Linked DNA regions of Mus musculus: region 1 is linked to region 2. The links are chromatin contacts, called in public HiChIP or PLAC-seq maps. All regions are on one chromosome and are shown on one strand. Each heading gives the region's core, a stretch centred on a gene start, on an enhancer-like site or on the middle of the called end of the contact. The rest is flanking DNA. Distances are from core to core; before and after follow the strand shown. Region 1 has its middle 34 kb from the start of Gm2921. Region 2 overlaps Galnt7 (polypeptide N-acetylgalactosaminyltransferase 7).

The links. HiChIP or PLAC-seq counts read pairs in DNA pulled down with a chosen protein or histone mark.
Region 1: an H3K27ac HiChIP or PLAC-seq map of embryonic stem cells shows a contact between it and region 2, with 3 times the contacts expected there. The contact joins two enhancer-like sites. A contact is called at or near these places in 1 of 484 Hi-C or Micro-C datasets (nephron progenitors), 7 of 115 datasets of contacts at active chromatin or transcription factors (embryonic basal ganglia, embryonic stem cells, intestinal crypt epithelium and 1 more) and 1 of 9 other capture datasets (embryonic stem cells).

Annotation. Positions count from the first base shown.
Region 1 is chr8:57,763,898-57,768,301 of GRCm38.p6, reverse strand. No RefSeq gene overlaps it. Among named protein-coding and RNA genes, the nearest start is that of Gm2921, 34 kb to the left of the region's middle. Within about 2 kb of position 2,176, at least 15 of the 459 cell types and tissues checked have an H3K27ac peak or open chromatin away from gene starts, as enhancers often do. A contact at or near this core is called in embryonic stem cells, where this site is marked.
Region 2 is chr8:57,615,506-57,619,489 of GRCm38.p6, reverse strand. The region is part of intron 1 of Galnt7 (polypeptide N-acetylgalactosaminyltransferase 7); the gene reads left to right. Among named protein-coding and RNA genes, the nearest start is that of AW046200, 34 kb to the left of the region's middle. Within about 2 kb of position 2,374, at least 10 of the 459 cell types and tissues checked have an H3K27ac peak or open chromatin away from gene starts, as enhancers often do. A contact at or near this core is called in embryonic stem cells, where this site is marked.

The DNA of each region.
Region 1 (4,404 bases), core at 927-3,426, 150 kb before region 2:
CTATCTTGCTATGTTCAACTCAGTCCGATGACTTCATTAGGGAGAGGCCCAGAAGGACAGCTGGGGCACAGGCTCTCTGACCTTATGGGGTTTGTGGATTTTAAACTTCTTTTTATTGAAAAGAAATACTGAGGGTAAGTTTAATTCGAGGGACCACGGGGACCCTGATGTGACAGAGCTCACCTGTGACCTTTGGGAGATGGAGGAATAAAAGTTCAAGATCAGACACAAGGACCATCCTCAGCTGCATCTTACCTGGAAGGCCATGTGAAACTCTGCTGTGAATAAACAGATATCAAGGTATTTTTTTTTCATTGTTGGCTACTAATATCTCATTTTTAGCTTACAGGAGATTCCACGAGGCACCTGCAGGGCGCTAGCAATGGCTTATGTCATCAGTGGCACTGTTACCTGCTGCAGTTTCCTGAGGCAATGGCTTAAAAGAACTACCCCATCACTCCAGCTTGCTCTCTCCCTCCCCCCCCCTTCTCCCTCTCCTTTTTCTCCTGCTCCTCCTTCTCCCTCTTCCCCTCCCCCTTCCCTCTCCACCTTCCCCTCCCCCTCTTCTCACGTGTTCCTGATCAGCCTATCTCTCCCCTTTTCTGCCCTTCTTTGTCCTGTCCCTTCTCTGCCCTCCTGGCTGCACCCACCCACCTGTCTGTCTGTCTGTCTGTCTGTCTACTCATTTGCCTCTACCCCTTTTCCAGGCTCTCACTCTCCACCCCTCCCACAAATAAGCCTCCTCTATACCAAATCTGTTGCATGCCATAATTTCTCAGGGGCCCACTCACTACATTAGATTTCATAAACTTGTCCTGTCTGCAAAAATAAAATTTTAATTTTAAATTCTTTTTCTTTTTTGCATGTTTTCCCCTTTTTAGCTTATTTAAGTTTTGGTCACTAACACCACACAGAATAAGTTCTTCTCATTATCTTTTTTGAATATTTTTCTTTAATCAGGTTGTATGAGGCAGACACATGATAAAGAAAGTCTGTTTTACTTTTTTGCTGTTTAAATTTCTACCACCCAAAAAAGCCGATGTGGAAGTTATAAAGTGCTTCTGTATCGGTAATCCAAGCCATATATATTTAGATTTTATGGAGGAAAAAATGCTGGGCTAGGACAATGACTTCACTACTCCTAAAATGTTTGCCAAACATGAGTGTCTGAGTTTGATCCCCAGAACTTACATAAAATGCCGTTTGTGTGGCTTGCTTCTCAGACCAGTGTTCAGAAGAGAGGCAGACAGATCCCTGGGGCCTGGCTCGCCACCCCAGCCTAACGCAGGGACTCCAGGCTGGTAAGAGACCGATGGGGCTGAAAAGATGGCTCAGAGGTTAAGAGCACTTGTTATTCCCAAAGAGGACTTGAGTTTCATTTCCTTGACCTACACTGGACGGCCCACAAGGTTACTTACTACAGCTCTAAGGGAGCCTCAACCCTCCTCTAGTCTCCAAAGGCACCTGGACGAGTGCACACCCCCACGATCAGATATAAACAATAAAACATAACTTTAGAAAAAAAGAAATCTTTTTAAAAAGAACAAGAGATAAGATTAACCTCGGCCTCCACATGCATTTGCCCATTCACATGAGCATACACACACAGATACACACACACACACACACACACACACACACACACACACACACTGCAGATCCAAGAGCTCCCTTTAAAATCAAAAGGTTAAGCAGAGCATCTGGAAATCAAAAGGATAGAGTTCTGTGACTAGAATTCTCAACACCCGGAAGAAGCAAAGACTGAAACTCCTAGCTAACATGCACCAGCCGAATAAAATAGGGATTAAAGGAGGTGGGAAAGTATTCCGGGCTGAGGGTAAGAGAGACGGAAAGAAAAAAGGAAAGAAACAGCCAAGCTCCAATTTCCCTAAAAAACAATTTTTTAATGTCCCTGAGGAAGCAGCAGGGAACCGCCTGAGTGACTGAGATGTCAAAGAGATAACCTCACCAAAGAAATGCTGCGCTAGGAGGAAGGAGACACTCTCATTAATGTCTACCCGCCAGCAAATGGTGAGGGTCGGGAGCGGGCGTTCTCCAAACTCGTATTCAGTCAAAGAGGGGATTTTTTTTAAAGAAGGGGAAGCTCAAAGGAGTAGTGAGTGATGAGACGCAGTCACTGAAGTGCTTAAAATAAAACCATCTCGGCAGTGATTCATCTGGATAACAAACGCCTCTGGTTGAGAAAAGAACTAAGGTGAGGTCCTTTGGCTGGGTGTGACAGACAGGGAGAGCTAATGACCTTGATTCTCCCTGCCCCGGGCATCAGACCTCTGCCAGAAACCTGCCCCTGGAGTCCCGGGTTTAAACCCTCAGGGAAGAAAGCTAGCAGGAGCTGAAGCTTCTGGAGACTGAGGGGTCTCTAGCGCTGTGCTGTTTGCACCCCCTACACCAGAGCTGAACCACTGACCAAGATGGAAGGCTTTGGCAAAATCACACTGCTCCATTTGTTTGTTTGTTTTCTAAAGTATCCTTTCTTTTAAACATTTATTTATTTATTTATTTATTTATTTATTTATTTATTTATTTCTCAAACGCTACTCCCTCCCAGTTCCCCCTTCCCGTTCCTCTCCCAGTCCTCCCCCAATCCTTTATTCCTTTCAACCCTGAATCACTCTCCAAGAAGAAAATGGAAACTGGGGAAGGGAATAACATTTGAAGTGTAAATAAATAAAATATCTAATTAAAAAAAAAGGAAAACATCAGCCAGGCGTCATTCCTCTGGAGACGTGAAGATGCTCTGTCAGCCACATTGTGAGTCCTCTGGCGCTCCTCAAAACCATCTTTGTCTGTCTCTTCCCCTATGCATGGTGAACACCCTCTCTAAATCCAACTCAGTATGTGTGTTCTGGGTATTAAAAAGAAATGAGGTATAATATATGCCTGGTTGGTCATGAAAGCAGCTGCTGCTGCCTTTCATTCCTGTTTGACATTGGGCCAATACCCATTCCTCTAAAGGTTCCTCTCAGGGCTGTGGCATTGGTGAAGTATGATAATAAACATGAAATTGCTTTGTAACTTGCAAATGAAGATATAAAGGAAAGCAGTCAATATTTACCAGAACTCTATCGCACCACTGAAAACTTAGTGAAGTGATTCTCAGACTAGTCTACTGTGTCAGCCTTACACAGTTTGGGAAAATGGAAAGGTGTTCCTTATCAGGAACACCGGAAGGACTTAACAGCAAGAGAGCTAATGACTGTGTTTCTGCACTCCTTAAACATTAGTCAGCTAACAAGGAGGGAAAACCGATGAAAATCAAGACAGGAAACCCGAACACACAGTCATCCTTAAAGACTCTGGACAAAAGATGTGTAGACAAAATGCACTGTTAAAGCAGAACACATGCGGTCAACATTTGATGGTTCACGGAAGTGTACCTGGGATGGAATTCTTAGATTCTTATTGGGAAGGTCTTTAAAATCAAGAACATGGCTTGTGGCTTACTGGGCACTTTCCTCTAAGCTTGATCATCTGAGTTCAACACCTGGAATCTTGTGCTGGCTATGGCTAGCTTTATACCAATTTGGCATAAGCTAGAGTCCCTTTAGAAGAGGAAAACCTCAACTGAGAAATGTGCCCACCAGATTAGCCTGACGAAAGCCTGTGGTGTGCTTTCTTGGTTGGTGATTGATATGGGAGGGCCCACATCACTGTGGTGCCATCCCAGGGGCTTGGTGGCTCTGGGTGCTACAAGAAAGCAGGCTGAGAAAGCCACAAGGAACACAAGCCAGTAAGCAGCATTTGGCCAAGCCTTCTGCATCAGCTCCTGCCCTGCATGATGGACTACGAGGTGTAAAACAAGATAATTCCTTTCCTCCCCAAATTGACTTTGGTCATAGTGTTTCATTACAGCAACTGAAGAGAAACCAAGACAAACCAATATGGTAGAAAGAGAGAGCTAAGCTCTGAAAAGTGTCTTCTGACTCTCTCTCTCTCTCTCTCTCTCTCTCTCTCTCTCTCTCTCACACACACACACACACACACACACACACACTCTCTCTCTCTCTCTCTTACACAAACACTTGTGATATCGTTTCAAAAGAATTGGATCCTTTTTGCTGATTCTACATTTGCTCGTGAAGTTTTGTCTAAAATAGAGTTGCTATGCACTATCATAATTAGGTTATAATAGCTAAGCTACTCGCTGCTTGAAAATGTCTCTTTGTTCGTCATATCAGGTCTATCAATATTATCCACAGTTAAACTTAGAATATATATTTTAGAATTCCAGACTTGGAATGTGGCTCAACTGGAAGCAAGCCTTCCTTGGATGCTTAGGGCTTTGTGTTTGGGTCCTCAGAACTGTATTGAGGAGGTAGGGGTAGGAGGGTTGGAAGCTCAAGGTCATTTCACCTAACATAGGGAATTCCAGGCTAGCCTGTG
Region 2 (3,984 bases), core at 1,125-3,624:
GATCAGATTTGCAATGGTTTCATTAATGATTGTTTGGTTTCTATTTTGTTTTCACTATCTGTGAAGTTCAGATTTTAATCTCAAATTTAGGTCTTTGTGAGACCCTTTAGAATCTTTCCACCCCCATGTATACTATACATACTGGGGCTTTGGGCAGACTAGGCAAGTCCTCTCCCCTGGATCTTCCTCCTCAATCTCTGGAAGGCATTTGGTAGCTACCTCCTTAGCCCTGAATTTCTTTTTAGCCCAAAATTTTGAAATTTATATTTATTACACTACGAGTTTTTAGATGTAGTCACATCATACCCTTCTCTGTATAATGAGATATTAGGTTAATAAATCGACTACTTACAGACTTGGCCAAAGCCACACAGCTGGGGAATAAAAGATCCAGCTATGAATACAAATTCAAATCTTACTGAACTTGCTATCCCAGTGCATTTTGCTGTCTGTAGAAGATAAAAACGAAACTTTTAAGTGCTTTGAAAGGGTTCACAGCTATTTGTATGACTAGAATATAATCTATTTTAAGCAAAGAAAACTAGGTTATATGCTATTTCTACTTTGAGCCAAATCTGTATGTTTTCAGTCTGTGGGCCTCAGTATTAATTCTGTATTAGCATTAATGAAAATGCCAGCTCTCGTTTAGAGCAGGTGACCAATAGGTGAAACCAGAGAGGACAGTTTAGGGGGAAAAGAAACTTTATTCTAGTAACTGTTGATCGTGTCCTACAACTTACTGTGCTAATTGGCTTGGAGGAAACTAAGAAAGTTTCAACCAGATTGTCTAGAAGCCCACAAGTAGCCATAGATTGCCTCTTATTAGGAGAGTCTTCTTTTTAAAGATGTATTAATTTATTTTATGTGAGTACACTGTAGCTGTCTTCAAACACACCAGAAGAGGGCATCAGATCTCATTACAGATGGTTGTGAGCCACCATGTGGTTGCTGGGAATTGAACTCAGGATCTCTGGAAGAGCAGTCAGTGCTCTTAACCACTGAGCCATCTCTCCAGTCCTCATTAGGATATTCTTGGTGTGACATTTCCTGTGCACACCTTTAATCCCAGCACTTGGAAGACAGAGGCAGGCAGATTTCTGAGTTCGAGGCCAGCCTGGTCTACAGAGTGAGTTCCAGGATTGCCAGGGCTACACAGAGAAATCCTGTCTCAAAAAAACCAAAAAAAAAAAAAAAAAGGAAGGAAGGCAGGCAGGCAAACAGGCAGACAGGTAGGCAAGCAGGCAAGGAGCTTTCAGTCTTTGTGAGTCTTACTAGGCTTTGAGAACAGTGTCATTACTGCATGCCTGTATTGTACTTTTTTTTTTCTGAGACAAGGTGTCCAGCTGTGGATACCTAGATGTGGATGTCCTAAAACTCACTCTGTATACTAGGCTGTCCTTGAACTCAGAGATCCACCTGCCTTTGCCTGTGGAGTGGTGGGATTAAAGGCATGCGACACCACCATCTCCTGGCTGGATTGTACTTTTGAGTACAGAAAAATCGTCCCCCATGAATGCCCAGCAGATTCTGCATATGAATCGTAGCCGTGCTTGGCTAGAAAAGAGATAATACTGAGTTTTTGTTTGGTTTTTTTGGTGACTATAGCTGCTTCAGAACAATCTTAATATTGCATATTATTTTTATTTTGCCAAAGGAAACTCATGTGTACTTTTGGAAAAATGGGAAAACAACTAGTAGTTGAATTGATTTCTCTGGATCTTGCCCAGTGTCTAGCTTCTGGGTAAATAAGAGTGTTCGAAGATGAGAAGTGTGTTACCAAGGGTCAAGCTCTATACCAGGTATTGTAGAAGGCAGGAACCAGGATCAGGAAGAAGTGAGTGAAGCTGGTGTCTGTAAAGGTCACAAAGGTCATAGAACTGAACAACAGCAGACCGAGACAAGGCGAGAGCGCAGATCTCTTCTAACTTGGCTTATGCTGTTGCCTTTTCGGAATCACTAATTTTACTCTTTTCTGCTTTTTCCTTTTGAATTAAATAATTAATAAATAAAACCTGGAGGCAGTTTCACGACCTTCTTTATGTCCCCAAAAGAAAGACACACACACCCCTTTATATTTTGATAAGCTTTATACAGCTCAGTAGCTGGGCCCTGTCTAACCTCCATGCAGTTAATCTACCTCCTGCCAATAATCCTGAGTTATTACTTACTAAACCCTAATTCTACCTTGGCTGCCCTGGACCCAGAGGGCTGCCCTCTCCCGGCTCCTTCACATGGCTGCCATGCCTGTCTGCCCTGCACTCTTCTCAGGCAAGGTGTCTCTCTTCTCCTCCACGCTCCCCAGACAGGGCGGATCTCCTTCTTCCTTCCACTCCCTGTCCCAAGCTCCAGAAATTCCAAATCCCGCCTCTGTCTGTCCTTCCCAGCTATTGGCTGTTGGCATTTTTATTTACCAATCAGAACCAATTTGGGGCAGCTTCCCAGAAGCTACCTGCAGACCCTGCTGTAAGCAGTATTTGGGGGGAACGTAATTAGCATTATAATACAAGCAACTGCATTTTCCTTATCTAGTTAAGGTTCTGCTTCCATTAGAAAGCCTTACAGCTTTGCTCACAGATTTCTTAGCCCTTTATAGCGTTTGTTTGACCTGTTGAATGCTAGGTCTGCATTTCATCGACTACGTCCATGTGCTTGTCCAAGAGACTCTGCGGCAGCCCTATGAGGTGCTTTGCTTTCTCAACTAGATAGAAATATCTCCTGTCACTTTGTGGCAAGACAGTATTTTGGCTCATGGTTTTTAATTCGGTCGTGGTTTCAATTCCTTTCAGGCAGAGGGACTACAGAGAAAGACTAATCAGAATGAGGGCTGAGCAGCAGAAGTGGGTTCCCAGTGGCTTGCCTGGGTCAGCTACCCTCCTGAGGGTTTGGTGTCTCTAAAACAATGGCATCAATTTAAACAAATCAGGGGAAGGAAGGTGGTCAGGTTTGGAGCCTGTTGTGGCTATTTCTGACTTAAACCATAATGCTATCATTGCTAGAAGCTTTTTTTAGTCTATCTCCCTGCAAATCTATGCTTGCTTCATGTATGTAGGTGCATACACATTTATAATTATAGTCCCTTTATGAATTGATTATCACCATTCTTTGTCTCATCCTTCAGATTTTTTTGCTTAAATTTTTATCAGATTCAAGTATAAACACCCTTGCTGTCTTTTGGCTTCCATATGCACAGAATATCTTCTTCCAGCCCTTTGCTCTCTACGTGTTTGAGTTCTTAAAGCAAAGTGAACCTTCCACAGTCGCTCTCTAGTTTAATACTGTAGATTTCAGAATTCACTTTGGTATTTGAGAGCCAGGTCTCCACCTTCCCCTGTCATTGTTCTTCTGTCTCAAAATCTTCTCATTGATGTTGTGATTGCTCTCTTCCCTGCTGACGTTTGCTGGAGTATGCAGTCGCATGATGCTTCCCACCCCTCCTAATGCTGCGACCCTTTAATACGGTTCCTTGTGTTGTACTGACCCCCAACCATAACATTACTTTCATTGCTACTTCATTTCTGTAATCTTGCTACTGCTATCAATTACAATGAAAATGTCTGATTTGCAGGATCTCTGGTACGCAATCCCCCATGAAAATGCCCTTCAGTCCCCAAAGGGGTCTGGACCCACAGGTCGAGAACCACTACAGTAGACATTTGCCCAGGACTGTTGGTTACCGTTCAGAACGTTTCTCCGCCTAGCCACTAGGAACAGAGCCTTGTGTTATGCCAACTGCCACTAGCACCCAGCCTTTATTCTCACGTTTCCAGATCCAGATCTGAGCATAGCAATGCATGCTGATTCTGTGAACACCTATCTTCGCTGCCTGTTGCATGCAGTTACTTGGAGCCAACGGCTAGATTTCACTCTCACTATCAACTAGCATGCAAGGCACCTGCCAGTGCCTCCAAGTCACTCAAGTGGATCCCAGTATCTCAGGCAATCTGACCCGGCCTCCGTCACTCGGGCCCAGCCATGTGTAACAGG